2 separate regions of the Mus musculus genome follow, and region 2 is linked to region 1. The links are chromatin contacts, called in public Micro-C maps. All regions are on one chromosome and are shown on one strand. Each heading gives the region's core, a stretch centred on a gene start, on an enhancer-like site or on the middle of the called end of the contact. The rest is flanking DNA. Distances are from core to core; before and after follow the strand shown. Region 1 holds the start of Bmp4 (bone morphogenetic protein 4). Region 2 holds the start of Otx2 (orthodenticle homeobox 2).

Evidence for each region. Hi-C and Micro-C count contacts between places; a contact is called where the count stands out from the background.
Region 2: a Micro-C map of embryonic stem cells shows a contact between it and region 1, with 20 times the contacts expected there. The contact joins the promoter of Otx2 here to the promoter of Bmp4 in region 1. A contact is called at or near these places in 3 of 39 promoter capture datasets (cranial neural crest, hippocampal neurons and pre-B cells) and 2 of 484 Hi-C or Micro-C datasets (both in embryonic stem cells).

The regions. Positions count from the first base shown.
Region 1 is chr14:46,388,816-46,392,348 of GRCm38.p6, reverse strand. Bmp4 (bone morphogenetic protein 4) reads left to right here and starts at 1,680. Exons shown (of 4, transcript NM_007554.3): 1 at 1,680-2,045. It overlaps Gm15222 (predicted gene 15222), which reads right to left. Exons shown (of 1, transcript NR_166856.1): 1 at 3,067-3,533. RefSeq lists promoters at 591-1,997, 1-1,997, 2,048-3,533.
Region 2 is chr14:48,665,611-48,669,102 of GRCm38.p6, reverse strand. Otx2 (orthodenticle homeobox 2) reads left to right here and starts at 1,459. Exons shown (of 5, transcript NM_001286482.1): 1 at 1,459-1,675; 2 at 1,830-1,903.

The sequences.
Region 1 (3,533 bases), core at 431-2,930:
TTGTAATTTTGGCTGTGTTAGAAGCTGTGGGTACGTTTCTCAGTCATCTTTTCGGTCTGGTGTTATTGCCATACCTTGATTAATCGGAGATTAAAAGAGAAGGTGTACTTAGAAACGATTTCAAATGAAAGAAGGTATGTTTCCAATGTGACTTCACTAAAGTGACAGTGACGCAGGGAATCAATCGTCTTCTAATAGAAAGGGCTCATGGAGACCTGAGCTGATCTTTCTGTTCTGGATGAGAGAGGTGGTACCCATTGGAATGAAAGGACTTAGTCAGGGGCATACAGTGTGCTCCAGGCTGGGGATGGTCAGGATGTTGTGCTCAGCCTCTAACACTCCTTCCAACCTGACATTCCTTCTCACCCTTTGTCTCTGGCCAGTAGAATACAGGAACTCGTTCCTGTTTTTTTTTTTTTAAATTCTGAAGGTGTGTAAGTACAAAGGTCAGATGAGCGGCCCTAGGTCAAGACTGCTTTGTGGTGACAAGGGAGTATAACACCCACCCCAGAAACCAAGAACCGGAAATTGCTATCTTCCAGCCCTTTGAGAGCTACCTGAAGCTCTGGGCTGCTGGCCTCACCCCTTCCCTGCAGCTTTCCCTTTAGCAGAGGCTGTGATTTCCTTCAGCGCTCTGGGCAAATACTCTTAGCCTGGCTCACCTTCCCCATCCTCGTTTGTAAAAACAAAGATGAAGCTGATAGTTCCTTCCCAGCTCCATCAGAGGCAGGGTGTGAAATTAGCTCCTGTTTGGGAAGGTTTAAAAGCCGGCCACATTCCACCTCCCAGCTAGCATGATTACCAACTCTTGTTCTTACTGTTGTTATGAAAGACTCAATTCCTCATCTCCCTTCTTTTAAAAAGGGGCCAAAGGGCACTTTGTTTTTTTCTCTACATGGCCTAAAAGGCACTGTGTTACCTTCCTGGAAGGTCCCAAACAAACAAACAAACAAACAAAATAACCATCTGGCAGTTAAGAAGGCTTCAGAGATATAAATAGGATTTTCTAATTGTCTTACAAGGCCTAGGCCTGTTTGCCTGCCAAGTGCCTGCAAACTACCTCTGTGCACTTGAAATGTTAGACCTGGGGGATCGATGGAGGGCACCCAGTTTAAGGGGGGTTGGTGCAATTCTCAAATGTCCACAAGAAACATCTCACAAAAACTTTTTTGGGGGGAAAGTCACCTCCTAATAGTTGAAGAGGTATCTCCTTCGGGCACACAGCCCTGCTCACAGCCTGTTTCAACGTTTGGGAATCCTTTAACAGTTTACGGAAGGCCACCCTTTAAACCAATCCAACAGCTCCCTTCTCCATAACCTGATTTTAGAGGTGTTTCATTATCTCTAATTACTCGGGGTAAATGGTGATTACTCAGTGTTTTAATCATCAGTTTGGGCAGCAGTTATTCTAAACTCAGGGAAGCCCAGACTCCCATGGGTATTTTTGGAAGGTACAGAGACTAGTTGGTGCATGCTTTCTAGTACCTCTTGCACGTGGTCCCCAGGTGAGCCCCGGCTGCTTCCCGAGCTGGAGGCATCGGTCCCAGCCAAGGTGGCAACTGAGGGCTGGGGAGCTGTGCAATCTTCCGGACCCGGGCCTTGCCAGGCGAGGCGAGGCCCCGTGGCTGGATGGGAGGATGTGGGCGGGGCTCCCATCCCCAGAAGGGGAGGCGATTAAGGGAGGAGGGAAGAAGGGAGGGGCCGCTGGGGGGAAAGACTGGGGAGGAAGGGAAGAAAGAGAGGGAGGGAAAAGAGAAGGAAGGAGTAGATGTGAGAGGGTGGTGCTGGAGGGTGGGAAGGCAAGAGCGCGAGGCCTGGCCCGGAAGCTAGGTGAGTTCGGCATCCGAGCTGAGAGACCCCAGCCTAAGACGCCGCTGCGCTGCAACCCAGCCTGAGTATCTGGTCTCCGTCCCTGATGGGATTCTCGTCTAAACCGTCTTGGAGCCTGCAGCGATCCAGTCTCTGGCCCTCGACCAGGTTCATTGCAGCTTTCTAGAGGTCCCCAGAAGCAGCTGCTGGCGAGCCCGCTTCTGCAGGAACCAATGGTGAGCAGGGCAACCTGGAGAGGGGCGCTATTCTGAGGATTCGAGGTGCACCCGTAGTAGAAGCTGGGGATGGGGCTCAGGCTGTAACCGAGGCAAAAGTTGGCCTATTCCTCCTTCCTTCTCCAACAGTGTTGGAGGTGGGATGATGGAGGCTAAAAGGCACCTCCATATATGTTACTGCGTCTATCCAACCTACTTTAGGGAGGTGCGGGCCAGGAGAGGCGGGAAGGAGAGAAGGCCTTGGAAGAGAGGTCATTGGGAAGAACTGTGGGGTTTGGTGGGTTTGCTTCCACTTAGACTATAAGAGTGGGAGAGGAGGGAGTCAACTCTAAGTTTCAACACCAGTGGGGGACTGAGGACTGCTTCATTAGGAGAGAGAACCTAGCCAGAGCTAGCTTTGCAAAAGAGGCTGTAGTCCTGCTTTGCTCTAAAGCGCGACCCGGGATAGAGAGGCTTCCTTGAGCGGGGTGTCACCTAATCTTGTCCCCAACGCACCCCCTCCCAGCCCCTGAGAGCTAGCGAACTGTAGGTACAGAACTCGCTCCCATCTCCAGGAGCTATTTTCTTAGACATGGGCACCCATGCATTCTGCCTTCTGGTACTCTCCCCTCCCTGGGAAGGGGTGTAAGGTTCGACGGACCGTGGCCAGGATGCCGAAAGGCTACCTGTGCGGGTCTTCTGCCATGCTGTGTCTGTGCGGACATGCCAGCAGGGCTAATGAGGAGCTTGCGATACTCCAAAGGGTTCGGGAATTGCGGGGTCCTTACACGCAGTGGAGTTGGGCCCCGGGGACTCAGAAGGTTTCCCGCCACGGCTTTGGTTGATAGTTTTTTTAGTATCCTGGTTTATGAACTGAAGGTTTTGTGAGATGTTGAATCACTAGCAGGGTCATATTTGGCAAACCGAGGCTACTATTAAATTTTGGTTTTAGAAGAAGATTCTGGGGAGAAAGTGAAGGGTAACTGCCTCCAGGAGCTGTATCAACCCCATTAAGAAAAAAAAAAATACCAGGAGATGAAAATTTACTTTGATCTGTATTTTTTAATTAAAAAAAATCAGGGAAGAAAGGAGTGATTAGAAAGGGATCCTTGTGAAGTTGAAATTGAAACAAGTCCTTCGTCTATTTACTGGGCTTTAACGTCGAGAGCGCTCCACACACCGCCAAAGGCACAGGATTGTCCGGGGATCCTGAGCGTCGGCGGTTCCACGGTGCCCTCGCTCCGCGTGCGCCAGTCGCTAGCATATCGCCATCTCTTTCCCCCTTAAAAGCAAATAAACAAATCAACAATAAGCCCTTTGCCCTTTCCAGCGCTTTCCCAGTTATTCCCAGCGGCGACGCTGGTCGGGGAATAGAGAAATCGTCTCAGAAAGCTGCGCTGATGGTGGTGAGAGCGGACTGTCGCTCAGGGGCGCCCGCGGTCTCTGCACCCAGGGCAGCAGTGTGGGATGGCGCTGGGCAGCCACCGCCGCCAGGAAGGACGTGACTCT
Region 2 (3,492 bases), core at 210-2,709, 2.3 Mb before region 1:
ACGAAGGAGCCAGGAAGAACTGGGCAAGCCCGGAGGAGCTCGAGGGTTCGCGGAGCCTCCAGGACCCCAAGGCTCTTAGGACACACCTGCAAGTCTGCAGCGGCAGCGGAGTGCCCAGCCTTAGGCCGGAGCCGAGCCCAGCCGGGCTGCCGAGAACTTGCAGCCTCGTGCGCACTCCCGTAATTCGCTAATTGCTGTAAATCCCAAGGACGGCCACATTTGATTACACATACAGTATAAGAACCGACAACAAAGCGACGAATTAATTACCAACTTCATTAACATAGGTCCCCAAATTAAAGGCAACGAGCTGTTTCTTTGGGCCCACTAGCAGTGGTGGCGGTGACTGAGGTAGTGAGGGAGGGGTGGGTTTTTTCGTTTTGTTTTGTTTTTCCTTCTGCATTGGGAGTTGTGAGGGGAAAGCTATCCTCCCCCCCCCTCCCCCTCCCAGCCTCCATTCACACACTCAGCAGTAGCGTTTGCCCCTCACCTCCCCCCGCCCCGTCCCCTAATATTCTGTCCAGCGTGTTTCTGCTTTTCTAGAAAACTCTGATTCTTGTTTAAAAAAAAAAAAAAAAAAAAACCAGTCTGGACCAGAAGAAGTTGAGTTGGTTGACCCTGCAGCATCCCAGCTCCCGAGTTTCGGCCTCTGAGTAGGGCGCCTCCATCCCTAGTAACTCCCAGGCCTGAAGTACCAGGCGTTTGTTCTTAAGCACAAACTGTTTCTACTGGGGGCTTTTTGTCACCTCATACTCAGCTGGAGAGATTTGAGGTATCCCCTCCCTTGGCCGGAAATCTGCCTTGGCGGTAGATTTGGGAGCTCACGTTTTCTTTTGTATCTTGCTCTATGCTTATCAAATTGAAAAAACATGCCTGGAAAGCCAGAACTCCAGAGACCAAGGGTTATTCTAAGGGGTAAAAGAACAGCCAGTGAGGACGCTGGAGTTTTCAGACAGTCCATAGCTGCGTGACTCTCTGCCTACACTGCATGTTCACAGCTCAGTTCCACTCTTGTTCATCTTCACCCATTTTTCCCTCAGCGCCGTCTGGTCCTCTTCAAGAGAACATAGCCCTGTTTTTAAGCCTGTGCCTGGGTTTGAGTTCTGCCTCTGACCCACACATTCTTTGCTAGCGTTGGAAATCGAAAACGGGGTACTACCCCCTCCCTCCTTCCCCTAGCTTTGACTTAAATATTTTCCTGCTTTATGTTGTTTGGTATCCTTTCTCTAAAATAAAAACAAAAAAGAAAAGGAGGATAAGAAGGAGTATAAAGGAAGAAGAAAAGACCGAAGAGGGAGGCCTTCCTGTCCATCATTTTAATTATACAATTAGTTCACATGCTTGGGCCCATAATGTATATTTTAAGCGTAGCCCAGTGTTTTAAAGAACGTTCTGGTAGTGTCGGAGGCCTGGATTTGTTGCCTGCTCTTCCCCCCGTGCAGCAGCGGCCTGTTTTCCTCCCCCTGTTGTGTGTTTTTATTATTTTCCCTCTGGCTTAGATGTGTCAATCATTCTCTCCCTGCCATTGGTTGGAGAGTTTGCGTCAAAAAGTTGCCAGAGAGGCGCTTTCTCAGCAAATCTCCCTGAGAGCGGAACCTTCCTCAGCTCCAACTCAGCCTCCACTGTTACTAAAAAATAAAAATCGCTAGAGGAGCTCAGTCGCCACCTCTACTTTGTATGTATCGTAGACGGACACAAGCCTGTTTACAACTCTGGCCACTTCATTTTATGTTTTCTTTTAATTGTTTTTTTTTTCTGGTTATGTTTGACTTTTTATGGAAAGGTGAAGACTACAAGGTTTTTAACTGAATGCTCTTGATTTCTTTTAGGATAGCTGGCTATTTGGAATTTTGAAGGATAATTTGATTTTTTTTTCTTTTCTAACGTCCAATGCGGCTGTAAGGTAAGTGTCCGTCTGTCTTGTCTATAGCGATATCTTTGTGTTCCCCCAGTCCGCAGTGACCTCCGCTCCTCCAATGTGCAACTCTGCGGACGTGGAACTTCCTTGGGTGGGGGCGGGCGATGTATTTTATTTTTCTAATGAGAATTTTGAGACGAAATAATGACCATTAGGAAAAAATTTGACGATCTGTAGAAGAGGGAGGGAGTGGGAGGGAGCGAGAGCGCGTGCTCCTGGGGGTCGCTGCTACCGAAGAACGTCGCAGAAATCCTAGGAGTCTAATCTGGGAGTTGGGGAGGGGTTTTGTTCTTATGCCCACGCTATTCATGGCTTCTCCTCGCGAGCTTTGCATTTTGGCCCCTAGATTGAGCTGGAGTCCTTAGGTTTGGTTCCAAGGGCGTATTTTAGAATCCATGACAAAATAATGCTTGTGTAATGTACCTAGGTTGGTAAATTAAAACAAAGATAATAAGGTGGACGCTTCCGAAAGACGGAGCTCCCGAAGGCCGGCTCTCCATTATCGGCGGGGGCCTCGGGCTGCCTCTAGACTCCTCGGTTTGCAACGGGAGCCGAAATCGGAGCGGATAACCGAGGAGGCGACAGCGCTGGCGTCTTGTTACTCCCGCGCCGCCTCAGCTCCTGTTTCTCGTCCTCACTCCCCAAGCTTAATGCCCCTCTGCTCTCCGCCTCTTCTCAAAGCCGCTAGGGCTCTTGAATCTTTTACAACTCTCCTCCTCTCCATCCCTAGGGGTGCGGCTCCCCCAAGCCCCAGAACTGTACACTGAAAGTCGGGGCTTCTGGGCCAGATCGCCAGGCCGAGGCCGCTAGTTGGACAGGTTTTAAAGGCGACTGTGGCTAGTGTGGTTCAGGGCACGCGCGCCTCAGCCTCTGCGCGCAACTGGGACAGCCAGACCTGAGGGTGGGCGCCTGGATGCTCCTGGTCAGAGACCCCGGAGTCCCTCCCTAGGAAGGACTTCGAGTTCTTAGTTGTTTTGTGTCTGGGGTAGCATCGTGGCCCGTTAAGCACTTCTGTACTGCCTTTTCTGGCTTGGGGACAATGAAGTGTCGTAGGTCAAGGCTGACCTTATACGGAGGGGCTCGCCGAGGCCCAGCCCCTGCTCTCGGCCTGCCCCCAAAACGAACTATTAGAAGGTCCCCGCTGACACCCGGCCTGGGCGACGGTTCGCGCGGCAAACTCCGAAGAAGTGGCGGTGTTGATGCGTTCAAGGGACTATTGAAAGCCAGTGTCCGATTTCACTGGAAAATCTGAAAACCTTAGAGCCCCAAACCGATTTGGTCTTTTGGAGGGAGAAGGGTGTATGGAGAGAGAAAGAAGGCCCAGCCGCGTGGACCACTTTGGGTGGGGACCGAGAGGAGTTGCTCTTCCTTGGAAACTGTGCCCTCCATTCCAGAGCTTGGGGGGGGGGGGGTGTCAGGATTTCGTCTGTTCACCTCGGGACTTTTTCCGGCCACTGAAAGTTATTAGCACTAGAGTGGAGTTGGGCGCAAACTCCTCCCCCAGAGAAAGGTAGACACCCAGGCCTCTCCTTCCAGACCTAACACCGGGGCTTCTTCGAACTATAATTAATAGT